Linked DNA regions of Mus musculus: all the other regions are linked to region 3. The links are chromatin contacts, called in public HiChIP or PLAC-seq maps. All regions are on one chromosome and are shown on one strand. Each heading gives the region's core, a stretch centred on a gene start, on an enhancer-like site or on the middle of the called end of the contact. The rest is flanking DNA. Distances are from core to core; before and after follow the strand shown. Region 1 has its middle 4.3 kb from the start of Gm16206. Region 2 overlaps Lhfp (lipoma HMGIC fusion partner). Region 3 overlaps Lhfp (lipoma HMGIC fusion partner).

The links. HiChIP or PLAC-seq counts read pairs in DNA pulled down with a chosen protein or histone mark.
Region 1: a contact with region 3 is called in an H3K27ac HiChIP or PLAC-seq map of heart atrium, with 4 times the contacts expected there. The contact joins two enhancer-like sites. A contact is called at or near these places in 2 of 15 datasets of contacts at CTCF or cohesin (large pre-B cells and pro-B cells), 3 of 484 Hi-C or Micro-C datasets (cerebellar granule neurons and liver) and 2 of 115 datasets of contacts at active chromatin or transcription factors (embryonic fibroblasts and heart atrium).
Region 2: an H3K27ac HiChIP or PLAC-seq map of embryonic fibroblasts shows a contact between it and region 3, with 19 read pairs. The contact joins two enhancer-like sites. A contact is called at or near these places in 6 of 484 Hi-C or Micro-C datasets (the C2C12 cell line, adipose-derived mesenchymal stem cells, cranial neural crest and 3 more) and 3 of 115 datasets of contacts at active chromatin or transcription factors (embryonic basal ganglia, embryonic fibroblasts and stem cell-derived neural progenitor cells).

The regions. Positions count from the first base shown.
Region 1 is chr3:53,446,775-53,449,843 of GRCm38.p6, reverse strand. No RefSeq gene overlaps it. Among named protein-coding and RNA genes, the nearest start is that of Gm16206, 4.3 kb to the left of the region's middle. Within about 2 kb of position 1,398, at least 8 of the 459 cell types and tissues checked have an H3K27ac peak or open chromatin away from gene starts, as enhancers often do. A contact at or near this core is called in heart atrium, where this site is marked.
Region 2 is chr3:53,064,038-53,067,509 of GRCm38.p6, reverse strand. The region is part of intron 2 of Lhfp (lipoma HMGIC fusion partner); the gene reads right to left. Among named protein-coding and RNA genes, the nearest start is that of Lhfp, 24 kb to the right of the region's middle. Within about 2 kb of position 1,904, at least 64 of the 459 cell types and tissues checked have an H3K27ac peak or open chromatin away from gene starts, as enhancers often do. A contact at or near this core is called in the C2C12 cell line, adipose-derived mesenchymal stem cells, embryonic fibroblasts and 1 more, where this site is marked.
Region 3 is chr3:53,200,026-53,203,565 of GRCm38.p6, reverse strand. All of the region lies in intron 2 of Lhfp (lipoma HMGIC fusion partner), which reads right to left. Among named protein-coding and RNA genes, the nearest start is that of C130075A20Rik, 110 kb to the right of the region's middle. Within about 2 kb of position 1,740, at least 90 of the 459 cell types and tissues checked have an H3K27ac peak or open chromatin away from gene starts, as enhancers often do. A contact at or near this core is called in the C2C12 cell line, adipose-derived mesenchymal stem cells, embryonic fibroblasts and 2 more, where this site is marked.

The sequences.
Region 1 (3,069 bases), core at 149-2,648, 250 kb before region 3:
AAGCTTCCAGGCCAGTGCCAGCATGATTTCTTTACAGATTCTTACAAAACTTGCTGCAGATATTGTTCTTGTTTATCTTGTGTGGTCAGTGAGCTTACAATCAAAACATCTCACACCCCACACACACACTGGATCAGTGAGTTAAAGAAGTAAAAGTTGTATTTTCTATTGGAACATTAAAGTTGTGCAAAGAAAAATGTATGTAACCTGGCTCCTTGTTTTAAGTTTTGTTATTTTAATAATAGAAGAATTTCAGTGGCCATAAGATCTCAGTTTGGTGAGTCTGGGCATGGTGGTAGACATCTGTAACTCACAACTCTGGAGGCCACAGCAAGATCTCAAGTTGCATACCAGCCCAGTTTTACACTAAAGTTCACTGCATAAACCCAGGGCTAACGACATAGCTGGCACTAAGAATATTCTTTGTCTGTGGTCTCATAAAGCATAGGCTGCTGAGCTGTATGAGCTAGGACAGCCTGGGCTCACAGGGATGTGTGAGCTGTATGAGCTAGGACAGCCTGGGCTCACAGGGATTTGTGGGCCTGTCCTGCTCCTATGTGGGTGAGCATTCGAGCCCAGATCCTCATGCCCACCCAGCAAGTGCTCAGATCCAGGGAGCCATCTCAGCTTTATAACTTTCTATTGTTTTGGATTGTGTTCATTTGTGTATGTATCTCCTTGTGGGCGTGTGCACGTGGATGCATATGTCTGTGGAGGCTGACGGCATTGGAGTCCCCTGGAGCTGGAATGACAGTACAACTCAACTCAATCTTCTTCCGAGCCGTCTCAGCTCCAGGAGTCTGGATTTTGTGGTAGCAGTGGAACTCTTGAAACCTCTGCCTCCTAGGCTTATTCTTGACACAGAGGGGATCTAGTCTATATTAGAGGACCAAGGGCTGTGATTATCTTTCCTTCCACTCTGAGAATGAACAAGTCTTTAAAGTGGAGTGTTTGTCAATCAGAGAAAACATGGCTACAGTTTAATAATGAACAAATACCGCTTATATTACGGTCATGCACCAACTGCTCCATATACCATTGCTGGAAGGCTAAGGTGACAAAGAACCAACTTGTTGGGCTTCTTCTGGTTTTAAAAGTTTTTTGGGTTTGACTAGAGAGCTAATCAAACTGGGAACTCTTTAAAGGTTTAAATCAGAATTAAAAAACAAACAACAACAAACCCTGAGCTTACGTGGCTGGGTTGTTTTATTTTCAGCTGTGTACTTTCAGCAATAATCAAATAAAAATTTTGATGTAAAAATTTATTGGCTTTATTCATTTTACAAAACATAGTTACACGCATGAAGGTTTTTGGGCTAGTGTCCCTGAGAGCAGTCACCAGCAGTACTTCCTAAGATGTAGTTGGTAGGTATGTTACAGTCTTCACCCAAAAGAGGGCAGTAGAGTGCTGTGTTTTATCCTAGGTTTATCTTGAACTAGCTGGTGAATCACAATGCCAGGCTTCCTTGTGTTCTTGACTTTAAAACTGAAGTTACCCTGCTGAACACCCGTGTGCTTTCCTTTGTCTCTATGGTATAGTTACTATACTTTCCTTTGTCTCTATAGTATAATTACTATACTTTCCTTTGTCTGTATAGAATACTTATATTCCAAGGAAGCTGCTGTACACCTGGCACAGTTCCAGCAGTTGAACATTGTTCTGACTTCATTTGTTTTTCTACAAGTAAAAGGGAAAAAGTTTGAACAGTTTTCAGTAATCCAGACATAGGGAATTCATGGGCATGAATGTGGTGGATTAGTCTTGCTGATCGGGTCTTTGAGGCTTGTTACTTGGGCTGGTTGATTATTTTACAAACAAGAAAAGTGGATTATTTAAAAGGCCAAATTATTCCTCTGCCTGGCCCTTAGCCATCATATGAGTTTATGGCATAAAGTAATTACTTCATAACACATGGCTCTTTCTTTTAATTAATTAGTTAATTAATTTAATGTACGTGAATACGCTGTCACTGTTTTCATGCACACCAGAAGAGGGCATCAAATCTCATTACAGATGGTTATGAACCACTATGTGGTGGCTGTGAATTGAACTCACGACTCTAGAAGAGTAAACAGTGCTCTTAACCCCTGAGCCATCTCTCCAGCCCCCAGCTCTTTCTTTTATACGTAGAGTTGGATGGAAGTTGAAAAGTGTCTTAATGTGTCTAAGTTAAACAGTGTCTGATTCAGCGCCGCCTCCATATCACTCTTCATCAGGTTTCTCTCCATGACTTGCTCAGTCTGCTTTCTTACAGAACTCAGGACCACGGGGCCACAATGGACTGGATCCTCCCCAGTCCATCACCAATTAAGAAATTGCTCTACATACAGGTTTATCTACAGTCCAATCTTAGGAAGGCATTTTCTCAACAGAGGTTCCCTCCTATCAAATGACTATAGCTGTGTCAAGTTGCCACAAATAGTAGCTCACCAGATTGATCCCTTGTCAAGTTGACACACAAACACATTACTGTTAAGACATCACGTTTTCTTTCTTGTTTACTCGCAATATCACACATTAATAAGTATCACAAATAAAAACCACAGCACACACTTGAAAGTCCCACCGTCTTTACAAATTTGAACACTTTAAAAGTTCAGACTCTAAAATGGAAAAATTCAAAGTTTCTTTTAAAAGTCTCTGTAAGACTCTAAAAGTTTCTCTTTAAAAGTGTAAAATCTCAACCATGGGCCCCTGTAAGATCAGAGTAAGCTAAATAGTTTCTTATTCCAGGGAGGAGTGACCATGGTGGCGCAGTCACAATCTGAACAAAGCAAATGCAGACACCAACAGTGTAAAATCCCAGTGTCTCCGTCTGGGCCTCACTCCCCATCTCCTGGGCTCCTCCCAAGGGCCAGGTCACCTCTCCAGCTCTACCCTCTGCCACACCCTGTTTCCCAAGCTCTGGCTCGCTCTGCTCTGCTGGTGCTGCTGTTCTTTGTGGACATCCCCTGGTACTGGAATCTCCAAAATGCTGGAGTCTTCTGCTGGAGCCTCTCCTCTGCTCTCTTCAGGGACTCCAGCCCTACCATATTGTGTGAAGTCTCAATTCTCCATGACCCCTTCAT
Region 2 (3,472 bases), core at 655-3,154, 140 kb after region 3:
TGAATGTTGTCTGTCTGTCTGTATGTTCACCACATGCATGCAGTGCTCACAAAGGCCAGATGAGGGCATCATACCCCCTGTAACTAGGGTTGCAAATAGTTGTGAGCCACACTGTGAGCGCTGGGACTTGAACTCCAGTGTACTGCAAAAGGAATAAATGCTCCTGACTATTAGGCCAACCCTCCAGCTCCAAAAGACTTTTTTTTAAAAAAAGATTCATTTTATTTCATGCATAAGAGATCTTGCCTACATGTATGTCTGTGTCCTGCATGCGTGTAGTACCCATAGAGCCCAGAAGAGGATGACAGTATTTATTACCCTCACTGTAATGATAAGAAGAAAGTCAAAGAAGAAATTTATATAGCTATGTGTTAGCCTTTCTTGACACTGTGACACAATGCCAGAAAGGAAAGATTTATTTTGGCTCATGATTTCTGAGGTTTCCGTCTATCATCACACAGAGTAAAAAAGCCCACATCACGGTGGCCAGGAAGCAGTGAAGGAGAATAGTTCACACCATGTAGATTTCTTTTTTCTTCCTTTCCATCTCCCCTGGGCCCTGAGCCTAAGAGGTTGCATAGCTGTTCACATTCAGGTCAGAGCTTTTAGTTCTCTCAGGAGATGCACACACACACACACACACACACACACACACACACACACACACACACACACACACGGTGTGCTTTCCTGACCTCCTAGGCATGTCTCATCTAACCGAGCTGAGAACCAAGATTTACCATGACAAACTCAATCCCTGTTCCATGTGTCTCCAAAACCTATGGAAAGCTAAACACTTGCCCCTCAGCTTAGTTTTACTCTTTCAAAGGGCATTTGCTCCCTGCAAGTATTCAGTATCCAAGCATAATCTACCTTGTGATGAATATTTCCCAACAGTTTTCTGTATACTGTGCAATATTTCTATTGAACCTTCTCCCTCCTACTGAACTAGTTAATTTCTACACTGATTCCCAGAATTAGCCTTGCAAACCCGGCCAGTTCTTGCTCATCTGACTCTAAATTAGCTTTCTAGGCTCTTCTCTTATCACACTCTTCTTCTTTAGCTTTTCTTACTCCCTCGCTGCAGTTAGCTGCAGTCTACATCAGGAGAACCAAAACCTTTCTGGGTTTCTGCCTGAAAAATCACCGCACCTCTTCAGCACCCAGATTGCCCATTTCTTGGCAGTGTAGCCTAGCTTGTCCCTCCTCGACACCAGGGATAGTTCCAGCTTTCTTTCTCAGTCTACTTTTATGCTCAAACTTTGTGCTTTACAGTGCTGAAAATTGGACCCAGCTGTATCGGTGCTCAGCATGTGCTGACTGAGCAGCACTGCAGCCCTCGTTGGGAAGCCCTCTACAGCATTTCCTGCTCTGCACTGTTGCTTGCTAACTGCTCCTTAGAGCCTTTATAGTCAAGTTGCGCTCCGTGGACCAGCAACATCAGTCTCTCAGGAATCTCAGGCCCTCCCACAACCTAGAACAGGAGATCTCGTGTTCATGAAGTCTCATGGGGTATGTGTAGACTATAGACCTGGACAAGACCCCCTTCCCCCTTTCACAGTCTGTGAAATCAGGATGAAAGCAGTTGGATCTTGTCTGTCTTCAAACTTAGCCTAGGAGGACTGGCCTATGGGGATGTTTGGTGAGTCAAAGAGCAAACACTTCCAGGGCTTCTCATGACAGCCCTTAAGAGACAAGAGCTATCAACTCACTGCCAAAGATGGAAAAACTGAGGCTAAAGACTTGAGGGAAATTCCCCAGAAACTCTGTCCGTGGTTACTAGGATGAGCGCCAAGCTTCGCTAATTTTAAATTTTGAATTCTTGTCATTTCCCTACAGGGTTCCCACACATAATGATGCACATCTACGCACTTGCTCTTACAGTATTTATCTTAGCATTAGGATCATGCCCAGACAGGGTGAGTCGTCACTCACTTTAATGTTCACGGTCTCTCTCGTTCCTGTGCTCATAAAACCTTATCGAGCTCCCACTATTAGCATAATGTTGTGTTCAGTATTAAGCATGGAGAGCAGAATAAGCCACATCAGTTTCTCACGGGGGTACCAAGCAGTAAGGGGCAGTCTTCACACATAGAGAAGTACTACACCTGTGTGTGTGTGTGTGTGTGTGTGTGTGTACCTACAATAAGGAGAAAAATATGAGTAAATATACTTTATACAACCTACTGTATGTGCTGTCAAACAAAATCTGGTAAGGAGAGATACAGGAAAAGACCCACCGGGGCCCCATTCAGTTTTCAATGCATCAAAGATTTATATACTCTTCCCATTATCATTAATGACTGTTATGAACTTAATTTGTCCCCACACACCAAGGGGGGAATAAATTCCACACAGAGGGGAAATAGAGGGTATGTAAAGGAAAAAAAAGTATTTTATGCATAAGGATGAGTGAAGGCTGGTAATGACCACAGTGGGGGTGATAGTAATTTTTAAAAAAAATTCCTCATTATGAGTCATAAAAGACATAGGCCAATATGGGGGAGAGAGAGAGAGAGACAGAGAGAGACAGAGAGAGAGAGAGAGAGAGAGAAAATATAAATGAGAATTATCCAAAAAAGCAAAACATTCTTAGTTGACTCCAATGAATGAATCCACGGGGTTGGTAAGTGACTTACACGGGTCAAAATAGATTTTGCTCGAGAACAAGCTAAGAGGAGCCAGTTTGCAAGTCATCAGCACAGAGGCATTCTGCAGAGCAGCACTGTGACATATTTTAATGTCTTCCCGGCTAATAAGAGTAAAACAGACAAGCAAGCACAGGCCTGGGACTTGGACCATAATTTCTGCTGCCCTGGGAACAGCATTTCATAGAGTGATCAGGAGATTTTTGCTCCTCATCAGATCTTTATTAATCTACTGTCATGTCTCTGTATTTTATTGTTCCTGCCAGGTAACAGATTATATTAATAATTTGAGGTCATAAAATATAGAGGCTAACTCAGGGGCCTGAGAACAAGGTGAAGAATGTGTCTGGCATGATCCTTTTCTTCCCAGAACCTCTGCTTTTCCTGTTAGGGGAGGTGAATAGATAGCATTCCCAGGGCTGTCTGTCATATGAGAGGGCCAAGACTTGTTGTGTATTCCCCAAAGGCAATCAAAATCCTGCAATTTGCATGTAAGACTCACAGTACAAAAGGCACATAGACACTGTTACCAAAATACACAGGCCCTGGGTTGCATTCTCAGCAAAGGGGTGTGTGGAGCATAGAAGAATAAAATACACCATTTGCTTAGAACCAAGTCAAACTCTCCCAACAAGCTTGCTACCCAGCTCATCTCCTATAAAGAAGGAAGATAAACTGGGAGGAGTTAGGAAAGATGTTAAAGTTGCATTATAATATCAAGGGGCGGCAAAAAAATTCTTTCTTAAAAAGTAGAACCCAGTGTATGTTAGGAATGTCAATTCTAAGCACTGCTGACAAAAAGGAAAGGCTAGAATTTAACTGGG
Region 3 (3,540 bases), core at 491-2,990:
TAAAATTTGTGTATGCAGTATGCACATATCTGCACATACCCTAAATGTGATTTCAACATGTTAACAGTGTGAGCCTCTCAGAGCAAAGGCAATTTGCCCATCAGCTGTTGCCCCTCTGTGTCATATGGCATCTACGGGGACAGAAAGGATTCAAATGGAAGAAAATGTTTTGGGACAGCAAACAAAGGCAGAGTACTGAGTAAAGGAGAAACTGCAAGAGAGGCCAGAAAATTGAGTGGGAACTGAAGCTCTGTGCTGGGAGTCAGGGAGCTTGGAGCGCCTGGGGGGAGATAAGCAGAGAAGGCTCTAGAATTCCAATAAAGGTCACACCCTCAGATAACACCCAGGAGAGCTGGTGTACTCCTTATGTGTGTCAATATATCCCAGGGTCTAGGGCAACACTTGGTGCAGTGTAGATGACTAGAGAAAACCACATGATAGTAAGGGCCTTAGTTACCTAGTTAACGGAGTGTCAAAGTGATACTTAGAATTTACTTTTAAAAGGTAGAGAATAAAAAGACCTCCTCTTTTCCCATGCAGGCCCTTAAGTATTTGGGCAATAAAAATCACATGTGTGCATCTGGAGGAAACCAGAATCAGATTTACCCACTTGATGCATGAATGCATTATTTAAGTCTCAAAGAAAAGATAAAACGCTGGCTTCGTTTTACAGTTTACACGAACATAAATCACACACAGGGAAGTTATAAAGTCACTGAGCAGTTTTTAAAAGTTTCATAGCTCTGCTATAAGAGGTTGAAGAAATAACTTATATGTGGCTTGCAACTCAGACTCCCCTCCTGAAGCAGTTTGCTAGCCCTGACACTTATCATCTTCTTGTCTCTGACAAGCATGTGGGTTTGTCACCAGGCGGTTCATGACGAATATGTTTTATGTGCTCGCACAAGGTTGCTTGTGAATGCTGCTTTGCTTTAAAGTGTCCCGCTGAGACGTAAAGCAAGTTTAGCAATGCCCACAAGCAGATAGAGATGTCGAATGAACAAAGCTAGAAGAAGCCAACGTGCCTTTGTTATGCGTCTCATCATTGTCCCTTCTTTCCAGCAAGCCATCCATGCTGCCACACGCTCCACTCAAGACAGCTCTCCACATAGCAACTAACCCGGCAGGCTTCTGGCCCCAAGCACTGTTGGCAGACATGGTGCAAAATCCTTGGGAAGCCGGCAGTGGCTAACCAGGCTGACTGTGGTCCTCACCATTCTTTAATGAAGCCAGGGCTGCCCAAACCAATTGGCTAGACACCTCCATTCCTCAAAGCTGGAAGGAGGAGCCAAAGTGGGAGTTTTTGTTATTCCTGTTGAAGATGCAGTTTTGCATCTTCCTTGTCCATGTAACTCAGAGTTCCCTACTCCCTTCCTGTTTAAAAAGGTGAATGAGAGGAGGAAGAAAGTCACACCCAACATCCTTTAGCAAAACTCTCCCTCGTTACCCAAATGCAAAAGTTCATTAGCTGAATAAACCATTCTCCTCAGACCTCTTTATTCCATTCTCTCTGCCCTTCCCCCTCCTTTCGTTTTAACCATTTGGGTTAGAATTAAGTCTTTGTGATACTCAGCACATTTAGGGACTCTCAAGCAGCCAGCCAGGCCTGGTGCTTGGGCCCCTGGCAGGGCTGACTTTGTGGGCTCCGTTCCAATCAGTGAACGGATGAGACGAGGAGACCCTCCAAACTGGTCCTGTGTCTGCAAGTGATTCACACCATAAACACGCCCAGGAAATGAATCAGAGAGGCATGGGATTGGGAGTGCGTCATGGAATCGAGAGCTCGGGGGCATCCTGGGGAGGCAGACACTCATCTGTGGCCCAGCAGCCTCTCTGCAAAGCAGAGCTGTAGCAAGAGAATGCACCAGAAGAATAACACTCCGGGGCGTTATAAGATGCTCTCAAACTCAAATGAAGCAGACCCAAACCCTCAGCTCCTCGCCACACTCCCTGTCCCTCCAAGTCTGTCCTCGCAGAACAAAGGCCTGTGTGGATGAATGAGCAAACGAGCGAGAGGAAAAAAGAAACCACCCTTTTTTGACTATAACCAGAGTCTCATGGGATTTGAAGAAATACTGTGATTATGTTTAAATATTCACTGAAAAGTTTATTTAAGAATCCTCATTTATACAGGGAATTATCCACATAGAGCACAGTAGATTCAGAGCTTAAAAACCTGGTTGGTTGATAGTATACTCTGATACGTACGAGAATATTGTAGGAAAAGAGAAAAGTAACTTATTTTCTTAGGGTACAACAGATCTGTCTGACTGGTAAGGTCACTTTTCTATTAAGGAACCCACCTAGCCCCCCAGCCCCTGTTTTAAGAGAACTGCTCTCATTTTGCGTTTTATCTAGAATTGGCTTAGAACTCATGTGGCAGGCAGGAGAGTAGAAATAATCAAAAGCAAGGAAGAGGCCTTTTTTCAGTGTGTGCAGTGGCGATGTCATCACATGCTATCAGAGTGACGCCTGCAAGGCCCCTTCCGAAGCGGAGCTCCTCACGGCTCCAAGCAGCCCTGTGCCCTCCACAGTCATACAGATGGGGCTTTTGATTTGGTGACAGCAAGATCTCCACGTGGCCTTAGGTTTGAAACGTTTTCTTAGGGCTGGTGAGGTGGCTCAGTAGTGAAGGGCACCGGCTGCTCTCACAGGGGACCCAGGTTTGGTTCCCAGCATCTACATGCACACAACCAACCACCCGGAACTCAAATAAAGAAACAAATTGCCTTTAAGGTCTAGAAGTGTCTGCTCACTCTGTTGAGCAGGAGGAGTGTGTTGCTCTTCTGAAATGAACTAAAATACTTCAACTTCTATTAAATCCTCTTACACTCTTAATTATGGAAAATAGCTCCTAATTCCTTCTAAATAGCATTCTTTAATCAAATTTTTAATCATTGTAATTTCTACACAAGGTCATCCCCAACAAAAACATACTGTCCAGAAAACTTTTTTTTTTTAATTTTTCCCCTGAAAGGGATATGTTAGTACTTGGCAATTTTTTTTCTAAAAATACTTTAAAAGTCTAAGTTAAAAACACAGAGAGCAATACTTTTCAGTAATGTGACCAAAGACACTGGAGGATTTTAGAGATGACACAGCTTAGCAGCCTTGTGTTCCAGGAAGATCCGACTCACCAGCAGTACCCGATCTGCTCGGGGCATGTCTCATAGAGTACTGTGAGCCAGCCTTCCTCACTGGACCCAATATGCGGGATAATTAGCCTATGAGGGAAACGTTGTCAAGGTGGAATCCGTGGTCTCGGCTTCATTGCTGGAGGCAAGGCTTATCAAGGAGTGAACAAATGAGAGACTGACACTGCACCTCAGCCTGGAGCTAAAGAAAGATGCTCGCAGTCTCCCTAATTATCTGCAGACCTCACTTATCCCCATCCACTCTCCTAGTGATGCCAGTCTGAGGAACAAGCCTTTTATACATAGGCCTGTGGAGCGAATGGAGACCCAGTTACAGGAGATGTCCTGGAGCTCTGGTCCTCTGGGGTCAACAGCCACCATTCTCCCAAGACTTGTTTTCTAACTG